Linked DNA regions of Callithrix jacchus: region 2 is linked to region 1. The links are chromatin contacts, called in public Hi-C maps. All regions are on one chromosome and are shown on one strand. Each heading gives the region's core, a stretch centred on a gene start, on an enhancer-like site or on the middle of the called end of the contact. The rest is flanking DNA. Distances are from core to core; before and after follow the strand shown.

Region 1 (3,679 bases), core at 173-2,672:
AATGTGCCAAAGCATCCAAAAGAGCATTGAAGGGCAAGTCCTACCTCTAATGAAAGGTGTTTACAAAGGCTATGTGGGGCAGCACCCACAGGTGCTGAAAAAGAGTGGCTGAGATTTGCTAATGACATTTTCTTAAGGGGAGAGGAAACAGCCTCTACAGATCTCGTGTTTACAGGTCCACCCCAAAGAAACCTTCTCTTTCTAGAAGAGGCATCCCAAACAGGCTTTTTGTTACTCTAGTAGATCCTGGTGATGTTTCACAAATGTGCTCTCCTGGGCTAACAATAACAGCCTAACACTCTTAATTGAATTAACAGTCTAAGTTTTTCCTTAAAAGAACAAGCTGGAGAACCTCGTCATTAGGGCCCCAAAACTGACAAACAATCCAGGTTATGAAAGCTTCTATTCTGAAGGGAGAATAAGGCTGGGAAATATTTGACAACTCCCACAGGCAAAAAGCTATCTGGGTGGGTTTAGAATAAATACCTCACTTAGCAATCCTCAGCCACACATCTCTTTAGTCACAGAGGTTTAGGGCAAAACTGTTTTTAATTTCATACACGAGTGCTCTTAGGGGATATACCATTGGCACAATGGACACTCCTCTGCAAACCTTCATAACTTCTTAATCTTTATAATTTTTTAAATTAAATTATTTTAAATTTTAAAAAATTAAAAAAAATTTTTAAATTTAAATTAGTCTGTGGGGGGGGACTAGGGGAGGGACAGTGGGGGTTAGGGAGAAACTAATGTTTATAATTCTAAGGAGATCTATCTTCTTAGTCAATTTCACATAAGGATCCTAAGGATTAGGTTTATTACATCTCTTAGCAAGATAGAAATAAATTGGAAACTAGAGATGATTCTTACATGATCACTCCTGTCTTTAAAAATGACTCTTGGTTATCCCCAAACCATATAAAAAACCTAGTTCTCCCTCCCAGATTTCAGTAAGATCAAGTAACAGGAAGACAGAATGCCTAGGCCTGGGAGATTAAAAACACAGTTTCAGCTGTGAACAAGGAGGACTCAACAGAAATGGCTCTCTGTAAATATAAACAATACGTGAAGCTTCCTTTCCAAAAGCATTTGCCTCAGCTGACCTTGGGACATATTTCCCTGGCCTAGTTATAAAGAGCATAGTCTCAAGGGTAAAGCCACTAATCGTCTCTTCTAGCCAGCAGCTTTTCCTAGACTGGGATCTGTGTCTTTCTTGTCTTTTTCGAAAGAGCAATGACAGACTCATCAGATTTACAAAACCAAAATTGCTCACAGACAAAAAAATAGTGACTAGCTAAACATGCTAAGCCTTACCAAGCCTCTCCTCATCTCAGGTCAGGAACTGGGTGGATCCCTGAAATATATATAGTCTTCATTCCCAAACTCAACATTCATCCAGCTGTCAAAGAAACAATGGTTTTGCAAGCCCTGCTTATCATGTTTCTGGATTTGCTAAGAAGGGCCACTATGAAAAAAGGAGGAATCATTCAAGCCTGCTCTCTATCTGCCTCTAAACTATAACTCGATCACAATGATTTCTTGTTGTTGTTGTTAAGCTTTCATCTGTATGACAACAGAAAGTGACAAAGGATCTAGGGTTTCACTCCCATTGTAAAACACCTTTAGTCTCCCAGGAATCTATTAAACAGAACCAATTTAATCACACTGACCTCCCCAGCCAAAGCAATGTGAGGGACTAACTCCTAATTGATGGGAAAAAAAGTTTCCAAAGACGAAACAAATATAGTGCCATATTCAATTCTTTTTTAAACATACAGCACTAGGCAGACACAAGTTTCTGTTCTAAGCATCTTCAAAAAGATATCACGCCAAAAGTTCCCCACAGATCATTTTGAATGGAGGAGTCTTTTAGTCCTCAAAGAATGCTTAAGTTTCTCTCTTTACTTAATTATAGCTATCACAGAAGAGCTGGTTTCATGTGAAAAATATGGTCTTCACTAAGCTTTAAAGTTTCTTTCCAAACATGCTGATAGAATCATCAGAAGTCCTAGGAGGTCAATTTCGCTTTGAGCCGCCTCTAAATGATTAAGAGGGAAGAAGGTCAATCTTGCTGTCAGCAGACAGCTGGAGCGCTGCAACTGTTTAGAAGCAATCTTGGCAAAGAACAAAGCAGCCAGTCATGACCCTTTCCACCTTGGTGTTTGCTGAAACGATATCCCTCATCTCCCCATATGAAATCATGGGTCACTGGGCACATCAGGCTGTTGCCCAGAAGAGATAATTAGGAGCACAAACAAAACTGAGAAGCAGTGGCCATGCCCAGGAGATCAGGATGTGACTCAGTATCTGTTCCACCAAAATCAAAAACAACTTATGTTACCTAGGAAGGGTATTCAACAGCAGCCTTGCTGGTAATGGCAAGAGATCAGAAAACATCTAAACAGTCCAGGAATGGAGAGATTGGTCACACACATGATGGTACACATAACAAAAGACTGTAGGGGCCAATCTATATGTACGGCTAGGGAAGAATCTGTAAGACACACGTCAGTGAAAAGTGAGGTGTCTCTTAGTATACTACGCCATGCTACCATCTGTGTAAAACAGAAAGGGCTACAATGACTTAGAGTTCATATAAGCACAGACTATCTCCAGAAGGATATTCCAGAGACTAGTACTGGTGCCTGTCTCCGGGGAAAGGGAGTGAGAGGGAGGATGGGAAGAAACTGATGTTTACCTTTACACTTTGTGGGATGATTTGAATTTTTAAAAATCATTTATTCTTTCAATCAGCAAATAATTACTGAGAACCTGCTTTATGCCAGACCAGTTCTAGGCCATGGGTAGAGAACAAAGAACAAGATAGATGAAGAGAGAGATCCAAGATGGCTGATTACTAGCAGCTCGGGATTGTAGCTCCCAGTGAAAGCGCAGAGACCGAGAGGACGCCACACTTTCAGACAAATTTTTGTTGCTCACGGATCAGGAGATTCCTAGCAGAGGAGCCCCACGGGTCGCCAGCGCGACTCTTGTGACTGGCGTGGTGGTTTTGCCCACACCCCGGCTCAGCGGTTCTCAGTGCAGAGTAAACAGGACTGGCTCCCCTTTTGGTTGATGTTTGGAGCTCCAGGAAGGCAGAGTCGCCTATTCAGCTGATTGAAAAAGGGACTCAAGAAGAAAGCCAGATTGGAGATTCCAGGGCAGAAAAGCACCATGAATCTTAATGCTGCTGTTTTAGCCGGCACAGTGGGTTGCTCAGATTCTGGCGCTGGGAATCAACAAGTTGGACATCCACTCAGAGACCTAATTTGAAAGTCGGTAATTACAAAGACGACAGGTGGATAAATTTACAATGATGGGATAAACCAGCATAAAAAGGCTGAGAATACCCAAAATCAGAATGCCTCTCCCTCTGCGGGGGATCACAGTTCCTCATCAACAAGGGAACAAGGCCTGATGGAGAATGAGTGCGTTCCAGTAACAGAATTAGGCTTCAGAAAGTGGGTAACAAGAAACTTCTGTGAGTTAAAAGAGCATGTTCTAGCCCAATGTAAAGAAACTAAGAACCTTGAAAAAAGGTTTGACAAAATCCTAACGAGAATAGACAATCTAGAGAGGAATATAAGTGAATTAATGGAACTGAAGAATACAATGAGAACTCCACGAATTATGCACAGGTTTTAACAGTTGAATTGATCAAGCAGAAGAAAGGATATCA
Region 2 (4,052 bases), core at 1,496-3,995, 330 kb after region 1:
AGTAAATTGCCTTGCTGAGGAAATTTATATTGGAGTGCTACTTCTTTTGTGGCACTGAAAATTTACATGTAACAGCTATATCCACAGACACTTCATCCTAAATCCAACAGACATTTATTGGTCATTGTCTAACTTTACCTCTACAGAACTAGGCACTGTTCACCACAATCACCTTCTGGAATCACTCTTAGACTCCATCACACACCTCTTATGGGACAGATCCTCTCAATTGTTTCTGAGCCCTTGACCACCTCTTCTGCTTAGCTGACTCAGTGGCTGTCCAATTCTGTGTGCTCTTTGACTAACTTCATGTAGGCACACCACCCCCCGTGCCTCATCTCACACCTGTTTCACATGCCCAGAGGCTTCAGTGTGGCTCCTGGGGACAAGATGCAGGAAGTCATGACAAAACCTGAAAGTGTAAAGGAGTTACTGCCCTGTGCAATGAAGCTTTGATCTATAGGATAGAGGAGTCGGTGGATAAATTATCATCTCCTTTTCCCTTCCCCACCCACAGTCTGTCACTGCCTGAAGACTGTCCTGATTCACAGCAGTTCATAGAACCTCTCAGAAGACTACCTTTGAGATAAAGTAATCAATCGCACTTGGTACCAAGTGGTGACCAGCAAGGTAATGTGCCCTCAGACTGGCTCTCCCGCCCTGGGATCACACACCCTACCAAAGACAGGTGCATGAGCTCTTGACTCAGCCTCTGCTTTCCATAGAACCCAGGCTGAGGCACATTCTAAAACCCTCCTTGCCTAGTTTCCCTCCTTCTTTCATGGCGGGAAAGTGGGTCCCTTCCATTGATATTCCTCTAAGTTCCACCTTAGGCTTTTCTTGAGGTGTTCTTATTTACATTTAGCACTTTGGTTATCCATTGACTTAACTATTCCTAAATGTTTATCTCCAGCCCTCTCTCCTGAGCACCAGTCCTGGATATCTGTGGCAAGGCATTAGTCCCCCAACATTTATTCTCCATTTCTCCCTCTGAGTAACAGAACCCCCATATATTAGCCAGACACATATGGGCACTCACAACAAAGACCATATGACTCAGTGCCCCCCTTGAAGCTAACTGTGGCTTATGGCAGAGCGGGTCAATGAATGTAAGTGGCAGTCGTGTGTGCACCTTCCAAGTCCTGCATTTCAACAGAAGGTTTGTGGCCTTCCCCTCATCCTTTTCTCTTCCCATTGGCTCCCAAAATACAGGGGTGGTTCCTAGAGTTTCTCTGCTGTTTCTAGAGTGTTGACCTCATCACTAGTCTCTAACGGGGTAAATACTAGAGATGAGGGCAACATGCTAGGAACAGTGGAGCAGCATTACAGTGGGATACTGGCTGCTGACCCCGAGGAACCACCATACATCCACAGATGCTTGGGCCCAGACAATTGCATGTGAAAGAAGCAAACACCTGTTGGTGATATGGGTTTCTGTGACCACAACTGACCCTAAGCCCTAACTGATCTATCAGCTGCCAACTAGTTATCTCCATTTGTTCATCTCAAGCAGTCATAGTTCAGTTTGTCTCCCAGCTCACCTTCCCCCATTGCCTCCTCTAAGTTCCCTGCCCTCAAGCTCTCATTATCTCTCTGAATAGCACTACAGTGTCCCTAAGTTTTCCAAGTCACAACTCTGGGTATAACCCTAGGCCCATCCCTCTTCCTCAGCACCACACCCAACATTTAGTCAGTTACGAGTCCTGTGATGCTACCTCCTAAACGCCTCCAAAATAGTTTCACTTCCCTCCTTCTCTACTCCCACCCTAGTCCATGGCACAGTCATCTCTCACCTGGACCACCACAGCCTCCTAATTGATGCTCATGCCTGGTTTCCTTCCAATATACCTTCCACAATACAAAAGTATTGGAGGGAAACAACCGGCTGGAAGGAGTCTTCTTAAATGCAGACATAATGGGCACATCCCTGCTTAAAACCCTTTAATAGCTTCACATTGCCTTTAGGATAAAAGATTTGTCCATTAGCATAGCTTATACAGAGGGTGAGTATCCTTCGCAGTATGCCTAGGAGAAATCCAGTTTAGGCTAAACCCAGTTTAGGTGCCCTGCATTCATTAGCAACACCCCCTTTCAGGACTCTCTAAAGCATCCTAATGTGGATGATAAACCACATGGTCACCTACTTATATGGCTGCTCATGAGCTGACCTCTGACTGTCCCTCCAGGCTTGCCTCTCTCATGGCAAATCTCTTGTTCCCATTACTATGACCTTTTCATTTAAACCTGCTGTGCTTTCTCTACCTCATGGACTTTGCACATGCCATTCCTCTGCCTGGGATCTTCTCTCTTCTCGTCACAAGGCTGATTCTTGCTCATCCTTTAGGTATTGCTATGGGTTGAACCGTGCCTCCCCCAAATTCCCATGCTAATATCCTAACCCCTAGCACTTCAGAATGTGACCTTGTTTGGAAATATGGTCTTTACAGAGGGTAATCAAGTTAAAATAGGTCAATAGGATGGGCCCTAATCCAGTAAGACTGGTATTCGTATTTAAAAGGATCATTTGGAGACAGACACACACAGGGAGAATGCCATGTAAAACTAAAAGCAGAGATCTGGGTGATGTGTCTATAAGCCAAGGACTGCTAGCAAACAAATGAGCAGAAGTTGATGAGAGGCATGGGAGCAGATTCCTCTGCCACAGCCTTCAGAAGGAACCAACCCTGCTAAGACCTTAATCTCGGAATTCTAGTCTCCAGAACTGGGAGACAATACATTTATGCTGTTTAAGCCACCAAGGCTGTGGTACTTTGTTATGGTAGGTCTAGCTAATTAATAAAAGTATCTGCTTAAACATTACCTCTTTTTCCAGGAAGCCTTCCCTGACCATCCCCCTATACCATCAGATTAGGTGAGGTACCCCTACTACATGTTCCCATTGTACCTTAGATTAATGAAAGCTATGAAAGAGCTTAAAAACCAAATGAGTTTAAAGCCCACTCAGCAACTTACCAACTACATAAGTTTAGGGAAGTAGCTTATAAGAACAAAAAATAATGAAACTTGGAAAAAAGAAAAATTGTGTTGGCTTGATTTCTCACATGGTATTGCAAGCATTTTCCAACAAGCCTCCTCAAACAAAAACCAGACTTTGTACCTTGTCTTGCCCCATATCTGGCACTCCTGGAGAATGTAACTTTGTTATCCTAGTATACTAACAGCCCCAATGTGATAAAAGCAGGCACGCTTTTACAGGTTAGAGTTTAACACTAGAACATATACAATGCTATGATTGTATTCCCTGGTAGAAAATAAGTTTAAGATGCTAAGGTTATAGGGATCTCTGGAAAGTTAATCATTCATGTATCTAACCTAGAAATTTTATTTAACCATTCCTTTTTCTAACTCTGTGTGTGTGTTCTGAGGTGGAGTCTTGCTCTGTCACCCAGGAGTGCAGTGGTGTGATCTCAGCTCACTGCAACCTCCTCCCAGGTTCAAGCAATTCTCCTACCTCAGGGTCCCGAATAGCTGGGACTACAGGCACCCACCCACCTGGCTAATTTTCATATTTTTAGTAGAGATGGGGTTTTGCAATGTTGGCCAGGCTGATCTCAAACTCCTGACCTCAGGATTAAATCCACCCACCTCAGCCTCCCAAAGTGTTGGGATTGCAGGCATGAGCCACAGTGCCTGCTGTATGTTCTTTTAAGCACTCAGGAATTGCTATAGTCCGTTTGTGCCCCCAAAATTTCTATGTTGAAATCCTAACCCCAATGGTGATAGTATTGGGGATTGGGACTTTTGGGGAGTGATCAGGTCAAGGGTGCAGAGCCCTCATGATTGAGATGAGTCTCCTTATAAAAGGGAGCTAGCTCATCCCTTCCACCATGTGAGGATATAGTGGAAATTATCATCAATGAATCAGGAAGCAGACCCTCACCAGACACTGAAGCTGTTAATGCCTTGATCTTGGACTTTCTAGCCTCCAGAACTGTGAGAAACAAATTTCTGTTGTTTATAAGTCACCCAGTCCATGGGATTTTGTGATAGCTTACTAAGACAGGGACCAGCTTCTTTTGTCTTCCTGCTGG

The links. A called contact is a pair of places that touch in the nucleus more often than the background predicts.
Region 2: a Hi-C map of induced pluripotent stem cells shows a contact between it and region 1, with 5 times the contacts expected there. The contact joins two enhancer-like sites. A contact is called at or near these places in 2 of 3 Hi-C or Micro-C datasets (induced pluripotent stem cells and skeletal muscle).

Annotation. Positions count from the first base shown.
Region 1 is chr12:96,887,804-96,891,482 of calJac240_pri, forward strand. The region is part of intron 7 of STN1 (STN1 subunit of CST complex); the gene reads right to left. Among named protein-coding and RNA genes, the nearest start is that of STN1, 30 kb to the right of the region's middle. Within about 2 kb of position 1,423, at least 4 of the 16 cell types and tissues checked have an H3K27ac peak or open chromatin away from gene starts, as enhancers often do.
Region 2 is chr12:97,217,501-97,221,552 of calJac240_pri, forward strand. All of the region lies in intron 3 of CFAP43 (cilia and flagella associated protein 43), which reads right to left. Among named protein-coding and RNA genes, the nearest start is that of CFAP43, 13 kb to the right of the region's middle. Within about 2 kb of position 2,746, at least 3 of the 16 cell types and tissues checked have an H3K27ac peak or open chromatin away from gene starts, as enhancers often do.